2 separate regions of the Mus musculus genome follow, and region 1 is linked to region 2. A link is a contact called in public Hi-C data. All regions are on one chromosome and are shown on one strand. The core of a region is the stretch at or near the end of the contact, and the rest is flanking DNA. Distances in the headings are between cores, read along the strand shown.

Region 1 (6,174 bases), core at 2,418-4,917, 110 kb after region 2:
AACTTCCTTTATTTCCCCCCTCCCAAAGCAATGCCCCCTTATCTGTGCCTTCCTCTTTATAAAGCTGGTTGGCATCCTTGTCATGTTCCATTATCAGGCCTGTGCTCATCTACTCTGGGCTTCATACTCCCTGGGCTTAAGCCTGAAGCCAGAACACAGTGGGGCACCATAGTGGATCTATGTGGTATTGGTTGTATCAGGTAAAACAGAGCAAAGGGAGGGAGGGAAGGAGGGAGGGAGGGGCGATAACAAGCCGGAGCCCCTGGTCCCAGGACAAAGGGAGATAGCAAGGCTGTCACTGCCAGAAAGGGGCTAGCTGGACAAGGGGAGAGCCTGGTCAGACCGGCTTGTTCTCACTCAGTCTGGATCTTTCTAAAACCCCATAAAGGAAGCTAGTTCAGGCTAAGAGTAGAGAGCATGGGTGAGTGTCTGCCCAGGTCCTGATGCAGAGCTGTGACTCTAGAAGTAAGCTCCTATCCAGCCTGGGATACCTTTCTGTCTAGCTCTTTTTGTCCTAATGTTCATCTTACATCTGGAAGAGCATTGTGGATCTGCTTTTCTCATTTGCCTGGCCCTGGCCATCCCTGCCCTGGGTCTATGGGAGAAAATAGCCCAGCCTTGATGTCGACAGCCAGGAACAAACAGCATTGAGGTCATAGAATACAGATAGATAGTTGATTGGGGCCAGCGACTTCCAGATTAACTATAGGATAGCAATCTTGGCTTTTGTCCACCTCTACCTCTAGGGGCTAGGCTGGTGTCTTAATCTCTGTTTCCATGTGACCATCTCATGCCAGGACTTAAAGGCTCCTCCTCTGGTTCTTAGTTCCCAGGAACACAAGAAGCATCATTCTGGTCTAGGAATCTCAGTTTGCTTCCTGCCAGACTCCTTCAGAACTGGTTATAGATACTGAACAGGATTCCCTTTTTGCCTTCTCAGCCAGGAGCCAGGTCTTGGAGGCTCGTGCTACTTAGTTCTGCATTCATCCATTAGCTCTCAACTCTGGGAAGGAAGTGTGTTACCAGGGCCTGGGGTCCTGCCCTCCGGAACTGTTGCTATAGGAAATGATGCTCATAATAAAACCAGACCTGAATGAGCTCTAAGCAGGTGACAAAGGGATTGTGGACTGTGTGTGATATGTAAATCTTGCAAGGAGAAGCCATTTACCGGGGTGGCTCAGAGGGAAATGGGCAGGACCTGGGAAGGTGAAAGTGGACAGGTTGAGGGGCACCATTTAAACAGTAAATCACTGTCCTCCAAGTGACATAGGTTATTGCCACCAGACGGGCTGCCCCAGAACCAGCAATATGGCACATCTGGGCAAACACCAGTAGGCCAGTTTTGCAGAGAGAGAGGACATGGAGGATGGGAACTCAGGAGAGTCCCCAGGCAGAGCTTGGTCTCTGTTTGCGAGGGTTTGACGAAGCTGGGCTTTGTGTAAGAGAGAGGAGCGTATGGAATGAGTGGGATCCGGTGTCCTTGGCCCTAGGCCTAGGAAAGCAGTGTGAACTGGGTACCCAATCCAGGCACCAGGTGTACTTGGCAAGATCCAAAACCTCAGCTCTACTTTCTACCTTCCTGGGTGACGTCACCTCTGAGGCTTCCGGTGTGTTTGTTCCCCTGTCCTCACCCTAGTTACTAATCCAATCCAAGAGGCTGGCTCTGTGTGTGTCTTAGTCTCTGTACCCATGTGACCACACGTCACCCAGCTGGTAGAGTGGTACTCAGTTCCTCAAACCCTTCTCTTGCTTTTCTTCCTTATCCTCTCTATAGAATATGAGCCATGCATGTCAATCATTTTCTTCTCTTTACAGACGGAGAAAGAGACAACTCTGTGTTTGAGGTCTGGGTCTTTGGGCTTTCTTTGGCGCGTTTATAGTTGGTCGCCTGTTAATGTAGATACTGTCATGGGCCAGGCTGGTGGTGATAGGTTAAAATTTGACCCCCATCCCAAGCTGCCACTATTCAATCCCAGGCTGCCAGGACTGCAGACTCAGTGTGTCAAAGAAGCATTGGACTTTTGTTTGAAATCTCATTTACAATTTTTGGCAACTGATTTAGAAAAAAGTGGTGGGGGCGGGGGTGGGGCTATAGCTGAACCAAGTTAAGTCTGATGGTCACTGGGAGGGAAGCTCTGTCCCATGTCACCTGGTCACTGGTCACTAATAGGGTCTCCTTCTGGGTCTTTGAGCAAGCATGGAGAGGGTGTCTGTTTCTCTGGCCTTTGTGTTAGGGAAAAGGAAAGAGCTAAGCTTGGGGAAAGGGAAGCGGAAGCGGCTTGTGGGTGCTCTGTGCATCCAGCCCAGCTGCCCCGTTCCCAGAGCACATACTTTCCGTTTTCCTCGTCGCTCATCCTGAATTCTGGAATCTTCTGGTAGTTAGTTTATCCACTCGCTTCCTTTTTCCGAAGATTGAAATGACGACTGCTTGAAACTATTTTCCTCTGGTTGGGTTTTTCCTTGGTGACCTCACTCAGAGACAGATGTGCCTAATAATAACAACATCAAAAGTTAAGGAGAATAAATCAACCAGCTGGTCTGTTCCCTAGAAGAGATGCTGCAGTTCCTAAATATGGGCTGTCCCCAGAGACATTGAGGGGGCCCAGCTTACCCAACAGGGCTCTCGTCACTGCGGGAGGATGGAGGTCCTGGGACACTTTGTTCACCCTCTGCCATTCTCAGGCTCCAAGGGTTCAGAAGATGCTCCACCCCCACCCTGGGACAAGCAGCCTTCCCAGACAGACAGCAGGTGGACATCTACAAGGACATCCCTCTCCCTAGGTCCTCAAAGGCAGTATGCATTTCAGCCCTGCCTCCGGGAACTGGGCCTGCACCCAGTCTGCAAAGAAGGTCTTTGGGTTGAGATCCTTAGCTTGGAGGATCCTCGGCTCCGGTGTCATTCCTTGGCCTCTGCCATTCTCAGAGTTTCATTCCCCTACCCAGTGAGAAAGAGCTGTGATAGTCTACGAGAATCGAGAATCGGGAACCTTCTGTAAGCGTCGCAGATGAGAAGGGGACTCTTGTGTGCACCAAGTACTCTGTCTCCCTCTGGGTAGTGACACATAGGAGTGTTGCCGCCGTGTTTATTGGTTTCGTTCTCTGATGGTCTTGAGATGCTTGGTGGAGTCTCAACAAACAAAGGTTAAGTCCCTGTAACCAAAGGCAAAAAGTGAAGGAACCACTGAGTGCCCCTGCTCTATTGAGTGGGAAACCCCACTCCCCACTTCCGTGGACATACAGGCTGCCAGGGTGACGGGTTGAGCATGATTCCAGTTCTGTCACCTTGGGGACACTAGCAGAGGTAGAATATGTCCCTGTTTGCAACCTCTGAAAGAGAGAGGCAAGTATGCTATCTCTGGGATGGCCCCGTGGGATCCTCATACCGCAGCGTAGAACGGGCTAAGTAAGAGCCCACTGCCACCACCGGGGGCCCCACGGTGACAGATACAGGAGGACCAGTGATGAGTCAGACTATTTATGAAAGTCACACATCCTCATAGACGTCAGGATGACCCTGGCCTCAAGTTCTGAGGGTGACGAATCTTGCTCGTACTTGGGGGTTCACTGGTGTGCCTTTTTGGCAACCCGTTTCCTGTGCCTCGCCTCCAGCGGTCTGCACGTGAACAGGAGCATGGCCGCTGAACTCTCAAGACCGGGAACAGCCTGTCAGAAGAGGGAAACTGGGTGACTCACGGCCCAGTCGGGAGCTGCAAGTCAGCTTCTGCCAGGACGGGGCTGCAGAAGTGTCTTCAGAAGGCGGAAAGGGTTTCTGGTGCTCAGGAGGTCTGCACTGTGTTACAGAGTGCCCTTAGCCACGAGCAACTCAGCGCTACCTCTCAGAAATATGAATTGCTCCAGTGTGCCTTGCTTGGAAATAATTTTCTAAATATAGCTGTGGGATCCGCCTGTAAGCCCTTCCTCAAAAGTTTCCTTGTTAGAAATTCCTGAGGTGGGAGTTCCCTGCGCTCAGCCCTGTCCCTTCTGTGTGTCCACCTGTGTCCATGGCATTTGCACTAGGAGCCTGGAACTTCTCTGCCTCCGTGGCTCTGAGCGTGAGTGCTACAGAGGCCGTTTCAGAAGCAACTTTCCTTCTGCAAGCTGCTTGTGAAAGGGGGGCAAAGGTGACCTTTGAGCTCCTTCTGCTTTCTGTGGCGAACTTCCTTTCAGATGCCTGGCTTTCTAAAATGTCATCTTCCAGCCAGGAAAAAGCAGTGTGTGTGTGTGTGTGTGTGTGTGTGTGTGTGTGTGTGTGTGTGCGCGCGCGCGCGCGCGCCTTCTGCCTCAGGAACAACAGAGCAGAGGTGCTCACAGTAACCCTCCCCAGGGCGCCCTGGCTTGGGATGGGACTAGAAGGCCTCTGGTGGCCTCTCTGCTAGACTCGTGGATCTGACTATCCTGTGAAGACTCACAGATGCTCAGAAATGGCTCAGGTGATTCTTCTGGCAGAGAATCTGACTGGTCCTCTTTGTCTCTGTCATCCTGGAAAGGTGGGATTCAGGCTGAGGGCCAGGGTGGAGGAAGAGGGTGTCAGGTCCTGCTGTTGACCAAGCTGCCCTTCCTCAGCATCATCTCCTGCAGGCTTGTGCTGTTGGGGCTGAGAGAGCAGACAGAACTTGGAAGAGGTTCAGTGTTTCTGACTGTAGCAAGCCTCGCCCAAGCAAAGTTGGATTTAACTTTGAGAACAACCTGTTGTCATCGTCAGCTGGTGGTGTTGGCCGAGTGGTATTTCCATGTCACAAGGATGGAGAAAACTGAAGCTCAGAGAGGTTTGGTATCCTGCCCAGGACCTTCAGGCAGGACTAACAGGAGCCGAGCTCAAGTTCATCTGGCTATAAAGTCACATGTTACAAATGACAAAGGAGATAGCCTAGCTGAATGATGCAGACCTGGGACTCTCAACAGGCTTTCTCCTTACCATCTCTAGCACCTTCGGCAAATTGTCTAATCTCTGTGTGTCTCAGTGTTCACATCTGTAAAATGGGATCATGAGAGCACCTCCATGACAAGTTAGCATACATTCACTGTACCTATCAAATGCTTAGCACTGCATCTACCTGTCCAAAGTCCTTAGTACACAAGCTGGTTACCACTGTTTCCATGTGCTGGGGCTCTGCCCTACCTACCCTGCAGTCCCTCAGGCGGAGGAGGAGGAACTGAGCACTCTGGCCCCTAACTCTGTAAAGTTCTCCTTAGGCAGTGTGTTGGGAGTGGCCCCCTCACCCATCTTGTCTGAGAGATAATCCCTAAGACTGAGTGCTGGGCCGATTGTCTGCTGCCCAGAGAGGGCCCTCAGTAAATTTCCATCTACCAGAAACTCAACCTTGTTTTTTTGCATTTACCAAAGTAAAAATAAAATCTCTGGGGAGACAGGGAGGGAGGGGGCCTGGGGAGGGTTGTGGGACAGCCGCAGTGCCTGGCTCTCTTTCCCAGACAAAGCTAAATGTCCCCTGTTCTCTGCCTTTTTCCATGAGGAAGTGTCCAGGAGAGGCCCACCCCACCCCCCTCGGCTCTTCCTGGTGGCCACTCCCAGCTTCCGACTATTGTTACCTCCCTCTCAGCCTTGTGAGTTGGAGGGAGGCTGAGGCGGGCCAGCTCCTGGTGCAGGCATGGGCTCTGTGTGGTCAGGCATTTCCCCATCTGCCACCTCCTCCTCCTCCTCCTCCTCCTCCTCCTCCTCCTCCTCTTCCTCCTCCTCCTCTTCACTGCTGTCATTTTTAGTTCTGGAAGGAGGAGAGAAGCCAAGCGGTGACCTTCACATCAGAGACAGCGATTGCTGGGCCACCTGGCAGGGAAACCCAGGAACATGAAGGGCACCTCAGCTCTCGGGCAGTAAAAACAAAGACTGGTTTGCAGGGATGGCAGTCCCCTTTGGCAGCAGCTCAGGAAAGTCAGGCTTGGGGGAGAAGAATTACCTGAAGCAAGGTCTCTAGTGCAAGATCTTTCTTTGCTGTGGTCCCTAGAGTCCCAGCTACATGCGATGGCTGTCCGTGAAAACATCCAAAGTCCCAGAGCAAGAGGGAAAGAGAAGAAAGTAGCCCAGACCCCAGACCTTTCCAGTCACGAGTGTTTTGGATAAGGGAGATAGACAGATGAGGGACAGGAAGATGGCATGTCCTGCAGGGTCTCAGGCACACAGAGAGTGGGGTGTGAAGTGAGTGGGGGAGGGGAGTATCC
Region 2 (7,045 bases), core at 1,710-4,209:
CATAGGACTCAAGGCACAGCTTGTAGGGCAAGGCTGTGGCTTGCTGGAGAGCCATTCGCCTCACCCCAGATCCCATTCTCAGGCCTGAGAAAGAAAGAAGAAAAGGAAACTAAAGAGTCAAAGGAAAAGGAGCGCTCTCTTAATTTTCTTTTTTCTAATTTTCCTTCCTTCCCTCCCTCCTCTCTTCCTTACCCTTTTCTTCCCCCACTCCTCTTCTGTCCCCCTCTTTTGCCTCCCCCCCAATCCCTTTTCTCTTTGCTTTTGCACAATGGATTTCTTTTTGCAAAGGTAAGTAACTGTCAAAAATCAAACATTTTATGCGAAAGTGGGGATTTGGAGCCGGATGTGGTGACTCACACCTGTAATCCTAGCTCTCAGGAGGCAGAGGCAGGGGGATTTCTGCAAGTTCCTGAACAACATAACAAAGCTTCATCTCAAAAAAAAATTTTTTTTAGTTAAAAGTCAATGAATAATAAAGTATGTACTATTATAGGAGTTCCCCCCCCCACCTCACCACGGGGGAGGGGACAAAATGAATGGATAGAGGTGGGCACCAGTGGGTCCTGACAGGAATCTAGGCCACGCCTGGACAGAGAACAGAGAGAACACAGCACAGACCCAGGGAGTTAGGAAGCAGAATCAGGTTGTGATTCAGGGAGCTCAGACAGGGTCAGCCTTCTCAGACCAAATGACAGAGTTTAGAAGCCAGGACAATGGCTCGGGGAGCAAAGTTGATAGCTATCAAACCTTAGGACCAGAGTTCAGTCCCTGGGAGGAAGATGATGGAGGACAAGATCCGCCCCCCTCCCCAGCCATCCTCTGACCCCCACATGTGTGGATGTGCAGAAATAAATAAATGTAATGGAGAGGTTTAGCCTGAATGCAGCCAGGACTGATCACAGAGCTAAAAGTGGGATCGAGAAAGTAGTGAAATGCATGTCAGATAAATGGCGAGGAGATGGCACCAATTCTTAAGTTAAAAAATAGAGAAAAGGAATGAGAACGAGGCCTTTTTTTCTTGGTGGTTCGCGCTTTGATCGTATTTGCACACAGCATTGTCCTCTTCTTCTCTTTTCTTTATTTCAAAGTCATATGTACACCAGGCTAGTCCAACACTCACTATGTAGCAGAGGATGGCCTTGAGTGAGTTTCTATCCTGTCTTCATCTCCGGGCTGTTGGGATCACAGACCAGACAGGCAGCTCACCCAGTGAGCCAGGGCCCCCCCCCCCCCCGGCGTCTCCTTGCCTGCTCTCCTTTTTTAAAAAGATGACATGGAGTCGCTTTAATGGACACTCTGACTCTTTCCTCAGAGATAAGAACCACCAGATGTTTAAAGTTTACCCTTCGAGTTCATGTTAAACATTGTCATCCACCAGCCGGGGTACACAGAGACATGTCTTGGCTTTTTTTTTTCCATTCCTTTACTTTCCAGAGCTCAACCCCATAACCTGTCCTCACCAGCTACCTTTTTTCCAGCCCCTTGGGCGACTCCTGCTCTCCCCACACCCGTGACCTTCCCACCTCCCTCCCTAGATTCTTCCAGGGTAAATCTTATCTTCCTCTTCCTCTCCCTACCTTTGTTTTCCTCTTCCCCCTTTTACTCTCTCATTCTGAATTCCTTCCATTTTTGGCATATTGGACCTGGCTTATGTGATTACTGTTAGTTAGCTTTGTGATGCTGTAACAGAATACCTGAGACTGTCAAATTAAAAAGAAGAAAGGGTTTTTTGAAGTCATAGTTCAGGGCCTTTCAGCTCACGGTCAGTCGGTCCTGTTGGTTTAGTGCCTGTGGTAACCAACCACATGTGCACTGGAGCACATGCAGAGAGAACTGCTTGTCTTCTGGTGGCCAGAAAGTCCCCCTACCCCCAGGGTGTTAGTGACAGAAAGACCAACCTTTTATATTAAAAAGTATATTGTAGGTTTTTACAAGTATACGTTCGTATCAAAAAAGAACTGTCTAATGCTAGCAGATTGGTACCCTAATAACCCCACAGTGGGTCCTTTCCCACTGGTCCAATTTCCTCCCACTGAATCCCACCTCTTAAAAACTCTGCCACCTCTTGGCAGTGCCATGATAAAGATCCAGCCTTGACACACATGGGGACCACCATGTGCCACGGCAGCTGCTCACCCTCATAAGCTGGATCGCCTCTATTTTAAGTGGTGAGTGTATTAAGTCTCTGCTTTATCAGACAAACTAAGAACTGCCCGAGAGGTGGGATCGTATCTCTTCCTGTATCTGTCATAACCTACAGTGCAGAGGTAAGCTTAAACAAGGTGATCAGTAACTGCTTAGCGAGTGAATAAAACCATTCTGAAGTTTTTTTTAACCCATGTGTGTGTTTGTGTGTGTGTGTGTGTGTTATGTGTGCATAGATGTGCATACAGAGGCCAAACACTGGGTGTCTTCCTCAAAAGCAGGCTCTCTTGTTGAATCTAGTGTCCACTGATTTAGCTAGAGATGACCAAACTGCCCCATGGGTTCCCCGGCCCAGCCTTTTATGTGGGTGCTGGGAACCCAGACTCAGGACTTCATGCTGATGTGGCGTGCACTTTACTGACTGAAGCATCCCCCTGGGCCCTGAGAGGTTTTCCTATGTCGAAGCTGATGACAGTCTCCTGCTTCTAGACACTCCAGGGAATTCTTAGCTTTGTGTATATAGACCTCAAAGCCTTTGCCGATACCAGCAGAACCATTATTTCAGTAGCATCCGGTTGCCTTGCAGTCATATGCTTTATTTTATTCATTTCATAACTTTACTCTGAGAAAAGGAAGCTGAAGACCTTGGTGCCAAAATGGAGATCAGAGTTCCCAGGCCCTTTTGACACGTGTCGGTGTATAGAAATGACGGAGAAGCAGGTCCTCTCTGTGTTTGTCCCTTCTGCTTCCTGGACCTCAAACATGATGGCGGAAGCTTCGGCAGCTCTCCGGGGGCCTTAGACATGGAAAACACGGAAGACAGTGTAACAAGGGAGTATTGTGGTTTCTGGCCCACAGGGTGCTGCACCAGCCCTGAGCTGATCGCTTCCTACGCAGAGGAGGAGGAGGAAATGCACTTGATGGTTGCTTTGGCTTCTGCTTCTCTGTGTTTCTCCATTACTTGCTGTTAGGCTTAATATAGCAAGCCTTTCTGAAGCCTGGTTGATAATGGTGTTAATGAGCCAGGCATGGTGGAGCACGTCTTTAATTCCAACACTGGAGGCAAAGGCAGGCAGAGCTCTGAAATCAAGGCCAGCCTAGTCTACAGAGTAAGTTCCAGGACAGCCAGGGCCACACAGAGGAAACCCTGTGTCTTAGTTAAGGTTTTACTGCTGTGAACAGACATCATGACCAAGGCAACTCTTACACAGACAACATTTAATTAGGGCTAGCTTACAGGCTCAGCAGTCTAGTCCATTATCATCAAGACAGGAGCATGGCAGAGTCCAGGCAGGTGTGATGCAGAAGGAGCTGAAAGTTCTACATCTTCATCTGAAGGCTACTAAATAAGGCCACACCTCCCAACAGTGCCACTCCCTGGGCCACACATATACAAACCATCACACCCAGTCTCAAAAAACAAATTAAAGAATGGAAGGAAGAAATATGGTATTATTGAGTCTTCATTCTCTAGGGAAAAAAATTATGCCAACCCAGAAAATGGGTTTTTCAGTGCTGGGTCTTGTACCTACTGTCTAAACGGAGTGAATTATGCGGCACATATTTTATTCTGTTTCCATTTTTGGTACAACACATGAACTTGAGTTCTCTGCAAGTTTCATTTTGTGTGTGTGTGTGTGTGTGTGTGTGTGTGTGTGTGTGTGTATGTAAACCTTCGTTCTTCCTCAAAAGACACAGAACATGTGTGACTGTACTGGTTGTGTGGCCACCAGCTCCTAATGTACACCAGTGGCCTTGTCAAGGATGCACTTTAAAGCATTTCTAAAGTAAGCAGTGAAGAGTGTGCTGACACCCATCGTCGTAATGATGCACTCAGTAATCATAATTGCCAGCACTGGGTCTTTTAAACGTTCCCAAATGGTATTGTTCTAGAGCCCAGGCTGGCTTCAAAATCACCAATGTTCTGTTTCATCAATCCAGTGCTGCGATTATACTTTCAACCCAAAATTTATCCTGCCTATAAGAAAAGCAGGAACGGGTATTGGAGCAGAAACTGGGGGAATGGCCAACCAATCATCGGACCAACCAGAGACCCATCCCATGGGCAAGCTCCAATCCCTGACACTATTAATGCTACTCTATTATGCTTGCATACAGGAGCCTAGCATGGTTGTCCTCTGAGAGGCTCCACCCAGCAGCTGACTCAGACAGATACAGACACCCACAGCCAAACGATGAATGGAGCTTGGGGATTCTTATGAAAGAGTTGGGGGAAGAGCTGAGGACCCCTAAGGGGATGGGAATTCCACAAGAAGACCAACAGAATTAACTAACCTGAACCCTTAGGGCTCTCAGAGACTGAACCACCAACCAAAGAGCATATACCAGCTGGACCTAGGCCCCTCCCTCTTGCACATTTGTAGCAGATGTTCAGCTTTGTTTTCATGTGAGTTCAAAAAAATGGGAGCAGGAGCTATCACTAAAGCTGCTGCCTGTCTATGGAATCTGTTTCCCTAACTCAGCTGTCTTGTCTGGCCTCAGTGGGAGAAGAAGCACCTAGCCCCACCCCACCCCACCCACCACAAAGACTTGATATGCCAGGGTGGGGGAATGCTGGGGGGGTTGCCCTCCACTCTCTCAGAGGAGAAGGAGGATTGGGGGGGGAGGGACTGTGGAAGGGGCAGCAGGAGGGGAGACAGCGATCGGGATGTAAAGTGAATTATAAAAATATAAAAAAATAAAAATAAAAGATGCCACGGCCACTGCTGGCTACAGCAACTGTTGTCCTCGGGCAAGGTTCTGCTCCTCACTGAGGTGATCTATGAACGAAAAGGTAAGTGGCCTACAAATGATGTCATCAGCAGGTGGCCTGAGAGTCAATAAGAGGCAACCACCAGGTGCTTGGTGGGGAGGCCCGGGCAGTAGGGGAAGAACTGGAGTAATGGATCACCAGGGAAACACTGGTTGGAGCCCATGTGAGCTTGGATGATGTCCTCAGTAAAAGTCTACGATTCCTCCAGGTGGCATCGAGCCACCTTGCCCTCATTGTCCATACAGCTTTGTGACAGCTTCTAATGCTTCATGTGTTCCGGGAGAGATCACTACCTCTCATGAGGACAGAGTCCCAGAAAGGATGGTTAGTGTCTACACAAATTCCCCTGGGTGGATATTATTTCTCACCAGTGGATCACATCCCTAAGCAAGCTACCTTCATCTGACATTTCTTTAAGATTACATAAAGGAGACCAGATCATAGCTCAGTTGGTGGAGTGTTTCCCTAGAATTAAAGGATTCCTAGGTTTGAGTCCCAGCACCTCATACAACTGAGTATGGTGGTCCATATCTATAGTCCCAGCATTTGGAAAGCAGAGACAGGAGGATTACAATGTTAGGGTCATCCTTGGCTACAGAGTCAGTCTGTGATTTCCTTGGGCTAGACCCTGTAATGCGTAAATCATTATGGTCCATTTTCAGTCTGAGGTGCACATCAGAGAGTCATGGAGAGCAGGAGGTTCTAGGCCCCTGTCTTCCCTAGGAGGCTGCTGGACCTGATTCCAAGTTCACCACAGGCCTGAAAAGTCACAGACAGTCTACTTTGAGACTGAGCCCAGTATGAGGAAAGGAGGGAATGTCAGGCCCAGGGTAGGCATTAGATAAGGCTTTATATCTTGGACCAATGGCCTAGGGAATCTGGAGAAGGGACAGTATCAGGGAGACTGTATCGCCCTGGACGACTCAGCCGATGAGGAATTCAGGGGCAGAGAAACGCAATTAGAAATATAACAACACATTTGTATCAAATTGCCAGTTTGGTGGTTTTTATCTTCTCTCTAGGCTGATGCCCAAGACTTTAAAATAACACTGTTAGTCTCCAGTGCTCTTGTTACAAAGCAGGATCTTTATCTTGTTTCTCACAACCCTGTTCATAGATCCATAGACAGACAGACAGAAAGACTGAATGAATTACACACACAAAGCCAAGTATAGGATCTCACTTTTTCTTTTAAGTTTTTGTTTTGTTTCTCAAAACAGTTTCTCTCTATAGCCCTGGAAGTCCTCGAACTCCCATTGTAGAGTAGGCTGGCCTTGAATTCAGAGATCTGCCTTCCTCTGCCTCCTGAGTGCTGGGATTAAAGCCATGCACCACCACTGCCCAGCTTGGGTCTTACACTTTTAAAAACTCAGCATTTAACAGTAGCAAGGATTGCCTGGTTTACTTAGTGAGTTCCTGGCTCCCAGAGCTACATGAGATTTTGTCTCAAAACCACAAAATAAATAAATAGCTTTACCTAAAGGGCCTGGTGATCGAATATGTGTTGTGTATGCATGGGGCCTTGGGTTCCATCACCAAAATTAAAATCAGATGAAAATCACATTTATTGTGGAGTGGTTTTAAAATACCAGGCAAACATTTACAAAGGTAGCTAATCTTTCATTACTAATGACAGCATCCAAAGTCCAGGGCATGTCAGTGTGTGTCCCCAGAGTGACACAAACAAGCGCAACGCTTGAGTCTTGAAAACCTGTATTCAAAGCCAGGCACGGAGGTACATGCCTTTAATCCCAGCACTAGAGAGGCAGAGACAGGCAGATCTCTGTGAGTTTGAGGACAGCTTGGTCTACAAAACAAGTTCCAGGACAGCAAGGGCTGGCTATGCCTTTGTCTCAAAAAATCAAGAGAAAAAAAAAAAAAAACCCTGTATTTAATGTCTTCTGAGTAGCTAGCTTCTCATCAGTAGGAGGCTGTGTCTGTCTGTCTGTCTGTCTGTCTGTCTGTCTCTCTCTCTCTCTCTCTCTCTCTCTGTGTGTGTGTGTGTGTGTGTGTGTGTGTGTGTGTGTGCAAACACCTTTAGGCAATGAGCCATCTTGTCCATCCCAATTCTACTCTAAAGAAAAAAAATGAGTGAAATTCACATGACATAAAATTAATCATTTTATT

The links. Hi-C and Micro-C count contacts between places; a contact is called where the count stands out from the background.
Region 1: a contact with region 2 is called in a Hi-C map of bone marrow-derived macrophages, with 50 read pairs. The contact joins two enhancer-like sites. A contact is called at or near these places in 1 of 15 datasets of contacts at CTCF or cohesin (CD8 T cells), 19 of 484 Hi-C or Micro-C datasets (the 4T1 cell line, CD4 T cells, the CH12 cell line and 14 more), 32 of 115 datasets of contacts at active chromatin or transcription factors (the 230-238 cell line, CD8 T cells, the HPC-7 cell line and 22 more) and 1 of 9 other capture datasets (bone marrow-derived macrophages).

What each region holds. Positions count from the first base shown.
Region 1 is chr1:180,400,299-180,406,472 of GRCm38.p6, forward strand. The region is part of intron 2 of Itpkb (inositol 1,4,5-trisphosphate 3-kinase B); the gene reads left to right. It overlaps Gm39712 (a long non-coding RNA gene), which reads right to left. Exons shown (of 5, transcript XR_003948302.1): 1 at 4,687-6,174; 2 at 4,410-4,594; 3 at 3,239-3,663; 4 at 2,988-3,150; 5 at 1-2,489. Among named protein-coding and RNA genes, the nearest start is that of Gm39712, 5.0 kb to the right of the region's middle. Within about 2 kb of position 3,668, at least 216 of the 459 cell types and tissues checked have an H3K27ac peak or open chromatin away from gene starts, as enhancers often do. A contact at or near this core is called in the 230-238 cell line, CD8 T cells, Th17 cells and 6 more, where this site is marked.
Region 2 is chr1:180,293,317-180,300,361 of GRCm38.p6, forward strand. No RefSeq gene overlaps it. Among named protein-coding and RNA genes, the nearest start is that of Gm39713, 12 kb to the right of the region's middle. Within about 2 kb of position 2,960, at least 72 of the 459 cell types and tissues checked have an H3K27ac peak or open chromatin away from gene starts, as enhancers often do. A contact at or near this core is called in the 230-238 cell line, CD8 T cells, Th17 cells and 6 more, where this site is marked.